Linked DNA regions of Mus musculus: region 2 is linked to region 1. Evidence: chromatin contacts called from public Hi-C data. All regions are on one chromosome and are shown on one strand. Each heading gives the region's core, a stretch centred on a gene start, on an enhancer-like site or on the middle of the called end of the contact. The rest is flanking DNA. Distances are from core to core; before and after follow the strand shown. Region 1 holds the start of Kif3a (kinesin family member 3A). Region 2 overlaps Gm12216 (predicted gene 12216).

Region 1 (4,117 bases), core at 1,029-3,528:
GTTCAACGATAGTTCTTTGGAGGTGAGCTTGATCTTCTTGGTCAGCAGATCAGTCCCATAGCAAATACCAAATACAACTCAGCAGCTTCAGACCAGTCCTCTAGGCAGGCAGACACCAACCATGAACCAACAACTACATTCCAGTCCTCTTGGCAGGCAGACACCAATCACGAACCAGCAACTGTAGTTCAATCCTGGAGAAGTTGCCAGGCTTGTCAACCGGCCTGAGGAGAGGCCTTAGACGCAGCAAGCTACCATAGGAACCTTATGAGCAGTTTCTTTGTTGAGTTTCTCTCAGTATCAGAGTTGAGCTCAATGTAAGGCGAACCAATACATGAATGTTGTTAGAGAAGAATATTGAGGTGGAGCAAATCAAACCAGTGCTCTGTGCTCGTCTCCCACTGTCAGCGGGGTCATGTTTCTACTCCTTCATCACAGGTCCTTTCATGAGTTTGCTCTATCCAAACACCCTTTCACCTGTGTCTGCTTCAGGAAAACAGTCTTTCACGTGTTTGCTTTAGCAAGACATCCTTTCACCTTTGTGCCCCAGCAAAACATTGCTTGGCATAACTTTCCAAGGAAACCAGAACTTTCCACTTCAAGACTCATTTAGAATAGAGACATCTTAAAAAAAAAAAAACCAAAAACTTTAGTGGCCAGCAAGATTGCTCAGTGGGTAGATGTGCTTGCCACTAAGTCTGACTACCTCAGCTCCATCAGTGAGGTCACACAGGGAAAGAAGAAGAGGAGACCAACTCCTGAAAGGTGTTCTCTGACCTCCACACATATGAGCTGTGGCATATGCGTATTGGACCATACACTTACATAAATAAGTATAAAACTGTAATGAAAGGATAGGGGGTTGTCATTTATTAGCAACAGCTGTGCAATGGTGGTCTACATGACCATAAGAAATGGGTATTTTACCTTCTCCTACTCAGCATCTTTGAGAAGTAATACAAAACATGTTTCTAATAGTCAAGACTAACTGTGATGTATTGAAGAGGAAGTTTTGAAAGAAGACTTTTTTTTTCTTTTTTTTTGAGACAGGGCTTCTCTGTGTAACCATGGCTGTCCTGGAACTCACTCTGTCAACCAGGCTGCCCTTAAACTCAGAAATCCGCCTGCCTCTGCCTCCCAAGTGCTGGGATTAAAGGGGTGCGCCACCACTGCCCAGCAAAAGAAGACTTTTTTACAATTAAGTATATGTGTGTCTCTATGAGTGGATATATGCATGTGAGTACAGTTCCCACAGAGACCAAAAGAGGGCATGGGATTCCCCTAGAGCTGCAGTTGTGAATGCCTGACCTGAGTGCTGGGACCCTAACTCCAGCCCTTTGCAAGATCAGTATGCATTCTTAACTGCTGAGCCAGTTCTTCAGACCCAAGATGAACATTTTGAATGTTAACACAGAACACACTTTATAATTACTTGCAACTTAAACTCTCCTATAACTTCCGGGTGTGATGAAGATGCCTTTAATGCCAGCACTCGTGAGTCAAAAGATCTCTGTGAGCTCAAGGTCATCCTGGTCTATCCAGTGAGAAACCCCCCCCCCCAAGACAAACCAAAAACAAAACAAACTCTCCCATAACTGAGAAACCCTAAGCAGTTCTGTTGGGCAAATGGCTATTTAGACGGAGCTTCTCCTTTGAGTTAGGTCTCAAACTCCCAACAAATGGTTGAGGTGCCTTTTTCACATATTAAAGCAGACCTGGATGCTCCCAGCATCCCTCAGTCCCTACCTGTTACAGGGTTGGCTGGCATAGTCCACCCCGTGAACCTTCCGGCCCAGGTGCTGAGCTGCCCTTCTGGGGTCCTTCCCTATATAATCCATCCATTTTGACTCTGCTGGTCATTTTCACTTTTTTTCCCCCTTTACCTTCCTGGCCTGTTGGTCTCCTTGGTCTCCGCTCTCTCCTCATATGGCTGGATCAGGGTCCTGTTCATTCAAACTTTTGGTGCAGACAGATAGTAGAGATAAACAGAACCCAACCCCTGATATTCCTCATAAAATAAGGAGTCATCAGAATCTGGTACGCTATTGTCCACTGTTGTTTTCAATATTTGGGACACTGCCAGCGCCGGAAGCTCCTGGCAGTCTGAGCGGGTCAGATGTCCTGGTGGCCTCAACATGAACCAGCTTTACAGAGCAGAGCGATGGCAGCACCCCGCAGGCGTTGCCCCAGTCTAGCGTCCATGGAGATGGACGCGGAAAGGCCTTGCGCATGCGTACTTCAAGAGCCCAGGACACCCGAGATTGGGCGGGGCGAGCTCAGAGTGCGCCTGCGCACTGCCCTCTGTAGCTGTGTGAGCCGCAGTCTCTGGAGCGCTAAGGTGTTGCGGTCGCCTGTGGCCAGCCTCGCCCCCAAACCCGGTGTTGTTGGGCTGCATCCGGAGTGGGGACGTTGGCGGAGCACCGGACGCGGCCACCATGCCGGTGAGGATGGACAGTCGGCCACGGGGGCTTCGGCTCATCGTGTCGGCCCTGCTCGGGGGCGCGGCCGTTGCCATAGAAGCGCGCGGCGGGCGGGGCAGGGTGGCCAGGCCGGGAGGCCTTGGAGGAGAAGGGCGGTGGGGCGGCGGGGCTGGGGTCCGGACGCATCGGGGGCCGCTCGGGACCCGCCCAGTTGCCCCGGAACGCGTTGCATCTCGCCAGGCCTGCTCTGCCAGACAGAAAAGCACCGCGCGGACAGTGGAGGCTTGGTGGCTGCGCGTGGCCACCATGGTCTTGCGGATGCTCGGAACCCCAGAGTCTACGCTCTGGCCCCCTACTTCCCTGGGTATAAGCTGTCATTCCGAGCGGGCACCTTAGCTTATGGTGCAGAATGTAACCTGTAGGTGTCTTTGTGCGAGTATGCGGTGGCGATTTGGTTACCTCCTAGGATTTCACGGATTGTTATCGTGCCATAATAAGGGGGTGGTTGTAAGTCCCATTGGAGAAGACTTGAGCCATGGTAGATTATATATTGGTTATGGGGCCTTCGATGGTTATTTACAGCGTCTGGGCCCTTAGTTCCTACACATTTAAACTTTCCTTCTTGGGGTTTTTATCAAGGCAAAATAAATTAATGCACAGGACACTTGAAGGACAGGGCTTGACATTTAGCACAAAATGCTCAGTGTTTGTTTATATTTATTGCTTTATTGAATAATGAATATTCAACAAAGATTGCGCACTAGCCGTATATATGTTAACTATGCAGGCGGTAAGGTTGTGCTAGGTGTTTTTAATTCAATTTTTATTTTATGTGTATGAGTGTTTGCATGTATGTATGTATGTGCACCACGTGCCAGGGGAAGGAAGAAGAGTGCATGGAATTATTTGGAACTGAAGTTAAAAGCAGTAGTAAGCTGCCATGTGGGTGCTGGAAACTCAGCCCAGGTCCTCTGTAAGGTCCTCTGTAAGTGCTCTTAACCACTGGCCCATCTCTCCAGCCTCATTACCAAAGTTTTGACTTTGGAGAAGAGGTGAAAACCATATACATTTAACAGAGAAAAGACAGCCTTAATAAATGAAGTGAGTAATCTGCATATGGCAGAAATTGGATCTGGTGAATTGGAAAAGGTTTCCATAAAGGAATGCTGGCCTACAGATAACAGATCTACTTTTGTTTTCAAAAGACTTAAATTGCTATATTTGTGAAGTTTCTCAGTTTTAGCAGATGACTAAAATACTTAAAAATGCTTTGAGCCAGCTGGCCAACACTTTGAAAGGTTGAGGGAGGAGGATTTAGAGTTTAAGGCTGGTCGGGCAGTGGTGGCACCTTTAAACCCAGCACTTGGGAGGCAGAGGCTGACGGATCTCTGTGAGTTCAAGGCCAGCCTGGTCTATGGAGTAAGTTCCAGGAGAGCCAAGGCTACACATAGAAATCCTGTCTCAAGTTCAAAGCTATCCTTGGCTTCATAAAGAATTCTAGGCTGCCCCGTGCTTCATGGGACCCAGTATCAGAACAAAACAAAAATACTTTGAGGCAAATAAAAGGATTTTATGGGTTGAATTCAGACCCTTGATTCCTTGTTTGAATCTCAGATGAATATACCATGACAGACATCAGTCAAGGAGCAACCCAGAGTCAAAATGTATTCTTTAAAAGCTCTCTCTCAGAGTCTACT
Region 2 (4,117 bases), core at 893-3,392, 270 kb after region 1:
TGCCCCTCAACAGAGGAATGGATACAGAAAATGTGGTACATCTACACAATGGAGTACTACTCAGCTATTAAAAAGAATGAATTTATGAAGTTCCTAGCCAAATGGATGGACCTGGAGGGCATCATCCTGAGTGAGGTAACACATTCACAAAGGAACTCACACAATATGTACTCACTGATAAGTGGATATTAGCCCAAAACCTAGGATACCCAAGATATAAGGTACAATAAATAAATCTTTAAAAAAAATAAAATTAAATTAAATTAAAAATAAGGAGGAAGAAGGAGAAGAGGAGGAGGAGGAAGAGAAGGAAGAGGAGATGAAGAAGAAGACAAGGAGGAGGAGAAGGAGAAGAAGAAGAAAGAGAATGAACTAGGCACACACACTCTTCACTCTTGTAATCCCAGCACTGGGGTGATGTATGTGTGTGTGTGTGTGTGTGTGTGTGTGTGTGTGTGTAGGCAGCCTGGGTTATATGAGAACAACAAAAACCAACAAAAAATTAAAAACTGACAAATAGCTTTGAAAGTCTCTCTGTGTTAAGTGTCAACAGAAGAATCAGTTAAGATGCTAGAAGAATACGGTGACTAATACGGGGGAAGCAGAAGGGCACCCTAAGAACCTGGAAATTTTGAGCCACGTGGTGGTACATGCCAAATTCCAGAACTGTTGGGAGGAGGCAGGAGAATTGCCACAAGTTCCAGACTAGCTCAAATACAGTATAAGATCTTGGCAACCTTAGTTCAAAAAGCAAAACAAAGCAAAATATAATAATAGTAATAATAATAATGACAACCACCACCACCACCACCACCACCTCACTTGGGAGGCAGAGGCAGGCGGATTTCTGAGTTCGAGGCCAGCCTGGTCTACAGAGTGAGTTCCAGGACAGCCAGGGCCACACCGAGAAACCTTGTCTTGAAAAACAAAACAAAACAAACAAACAAACAAACAAAACAACAGCAACAACAAAGAAAGCCTGCAAATTTTGTCTACGTGAAAAATAAACACTAATGCTTTAAAAAGAAACTCAGGGGCTGGCGAGATGGCTTAGTGATTAAGAGCTCCGACTGCTCTTCCAAAGGTCCCGAGTTCAAATCCCAGCTACCACATGGTGGCTCACAACCATCCGTAACGAAATCTGATGCCCTCTTCTGGAGTATCTGAGGACAGCTACAGTGTACTTACATATAATAAATAAATTAAAAAAAAAAAAAAGAAAGAAACTCAGACAGGATTATCCATAGCGACAGAAAGTAGAGTTAGCCTGTGTGTCAAATCCGCAGACTAATAGTGGAAAAAAAGCACTCCACATGACAGAATGTGATGATTGTTTAGAATCTGTCTCAGCTGTATAGAGCAGAAAACATCAGTGGCCTAATCAAGATATTCTTCTTCAATATAAAAATAAAGTGTAAGGCAGGCTGGATGCTGTCATTCCAGAATTGCTATGCTGGCTCCAGAGGTCATTATTAGGCCTTCGGCTCCTTCTAGTTCATCCTCCACTTATAGCTCTCATTTAAACTCTCATTTTCATCTTAGTGACTGCCAGAATGTTGGCCATCCCACCCTCCTTTTGCAAAACAGAATGTGTCCCTGAGATGGCTAAGAAGACAGCTGTGGCTAATGTGGAAGGAGAGACTCCTACAAGTTCTCCTCTGATCTCTACACCCGAGGTGCGGCATTTGTACAGCGTACCCCAATAAAAAGTAAAAAAAAAAAAAAACTTTAAAATGAAATGATATTTTCCTCCTCCACCTCTTCTCCTTTTGTCTTTGTTTCTTGAGATAAGGTTTCTCTGTGTACCGCTGGCTGTCCTGGATCTCAAAGCGATCCACCTGCCTTTATCTTCCAAGTGTTGGGCTTAAAGATGTGCACTACCACTGCCAGGCAAAGTGAAGAGAGTTTTAAAGGGTCAGCCTTTCATGGTATCCTCCAGAAGGGCTGGTGAGATAAGACAGGACACAGCTGCTTTATGCCTACTAGGTAGCTCAGGGACTGAACAGCAACTTCCTGGCCTGTCTAATCCCAAGTGACGTAAACTGCTAGGAAACTTTGTACCCAAGGATACTCCAGGGCTAAGATGCATGTACCATTAAATTTTAGGTGTTTTTGAAAGTTCCTTAAAATAAAAAGTAATATCCTCCTGCAGACTGAGTCAGCAGTTTCAGTATCACCCTAGATCATGAAAGCCAGCCATTGAAGGGCCAACACTGTATCCTGTCTGTCTCTGTCTGTTAGCTAGAATCAAGGGTAAGAGCGGTGCTGAGAAGTGGGGAAAGGTATTAGATAACCCCAGGTTACCTCTTTGGCTGACTGAGCACTTCACTACAGCCCCCAGGGTCTATGATGTCAGGGGTGTGCCTGCCCTTCAGAGCAAAGGACAGGTGAGGCATCGCAAGTGAGTTCATGTGGGACACTCAAATTCACACCAGCCTAGCGTCACAGGCTTTTGTGCCCTTTCTCCACCATAACCAGCCACCTTCACTTCCACTATTTTTCCAGGAGACCTGCTGTCTAGCACTGCCCTACAATTCTCGTATTAAATGGTTGTGGACTGAGAAACGGAAGACCAGAGTAAACAGACGCACCGAGTCCGGGGAGGTGAATTCTAGTATGTGGGATGTAATCTAGCCTAATGACAAGCACACACACTTTGGAACAGCTGAAATGGAGACCCGCTCTGCTGTTCGCCAGCCGTGTGCCCTCCCTCACACATGCTGTGAAACCTCTGAGCCTTGGCATTGCTGTCTTCAGATGGGGATGACAGAGTCCTCGCCTCATCAAAGTCAGGTGGTAGGAACTAGGTAGCGGACTGAAGTGGGGCTCTTCCATGGGAAGCAGTTATGACCTGTAGCTGCATGATGGTGATGGTGTGAGGGAGGGGTGGGTAAGGGAGCTGCTGTAACGGGCACCTGGCAGGAGCTGTGGGCTCCAAGGGGAAGGATACAGTAGTTGGGTGGAGACCAAGGGGAATAAACTCTACATTTATTATTGAGTAGTGGTGGCACACGCCTTTAATCCTGGGTGAGCAGATCTCTGAGTTTGAGGCCAGCCCAGTCTGTAGAGTGAATTCCAAGACAGCCAGGGATACACGGAGAAACCCTGTGTCAAAAAACCAAACCAAACCAAACCAAACCAGAAAATTTACATTTACTTATGTACGTATGTTGGGTTGGAGGGAATGTATGCCATAGAAGATATGCAGAGGTCAGAGGACAACTTGTAAGAGTCTGTGCTCTTTCTACCGTGTGGGTCCTGGATTCGAACTTGAACTTAGAGCCTCACGTATGGTGGCATGGCACCCATACTCACCGAACAATCCCACCTACCCCGAGGGGAATCAACTTTTGTCCTAATCTTTGATCTCTTGCTAGTGTTCTCTATTGAGTAAACCTGAGCAGATGGCAGAGGCAAGGGTTTGGGGTGGGATAGCCCACCAGCTGGCTCCCAGGACTTGGCATGTGATACTGGCAGAGAAAGACCTTTAGGGACACATGGCCATTTAAGCAAAAGAAACATGATGAGGTTACCAGTGCCTGGAGCAGTTGAGGCCACATAGTCCTCTGGCCTCTGCCCCCGCTCTCCTTTCTCTCTCCCCTCTTACCCCCATTTCTCTGTTTATTTTCTGGTTGTCAACAGATTACAGATGATAGCTGTACTTAAAGTGTCTGTCATCACTTATACTGGAATGTTGTTAAGGAGGTGTATGTGTGAGTGTGTGTGTGTGTGTGTGTGTGTGTGTGAGTGTGTGAGTGTGTGTGTGTGTGTGTGTGTGAGAGAGAGAGTGTGTGAGTGTATGTGTGTGTGAGAGTGTGTGTGTGTGTGTGTGTGTGTGTGTGTGAGAGAGAGAGAGAGAGAGAGAGTGTGTGTGTGTGTGTGTGTGTGTGTGTGTGTGTGAAAAAGATAACCTGAGGCTTGGACTGGGGATGAGACAGAGAGGAATACAAACTGGGGATCGAGTAAGAAGAAAGGGCGGAGGGTGCCAATGTCCCCAGCAGGCTGGGGTAACATACACAATTATATTGTGTCTTAAGTCCAAATACATATTTACTGAGATGTGATGACAATCTCCTTTGTCATTATACAACCCAGTGACATGCCTGAGAGGGATTTG

The links. A called contact is a pair of places that touch in the nucleus more often than the background predicts.
Region 2: a contact with region 1 is called in a Hi-C map of Th1 cells, with 3 times the contacts expected there. The contact joins the enhancer-like site here to the promoter of Kif3a in region 1. A contact is called at or near these places in 1 of 39 promoter capture datasets (embryonic stem cells) and 4 of 484 Hi-C or Micro-C datasets (B cells, the G1E-ER4 cell line, Th1 cells and 1 more).

What each region holds. Positions count from the first base shown.
Region 1 is chr11:53,565,091-53,569,207 of GRCm38.p6, forward strand. It overlaps Kif3a (kinesin family member 3A), which reads left to right and starts at 2,279. Exons shown (of 18, transcript NM_008443.4): 1 at 2,279-2,441. The coding sequence starts at 2,436. It overlaps A430108G06Rik (RIKEN cDNA A430108G06 gene), which reads right to left and starts at 2,223. Exons shown (of 2, transcript NR_168001.1): 1 at 1,747-2,223; 2 at 1-624.
Region 2 is chr11:53,833,664-53,837,780 of GRCm38.p6, forward strand. The region is part of intron 2 of Gm12216 (predicted gene 12216); the gene reads right to left. Among named protein-coding and RNA genes, the nearest start is that of Gm30785, 4.5 kb to the right of the region's middle. Within about 2 kb of position 2,143, at least 18 of the 459 cell types and tissues checked have an H3K27ac peak or open chromatin away from gene starts, as enhancers often do. A contact at or near this core is called in the G1E-ER4 cell line and Th1 cells, where this site is marked.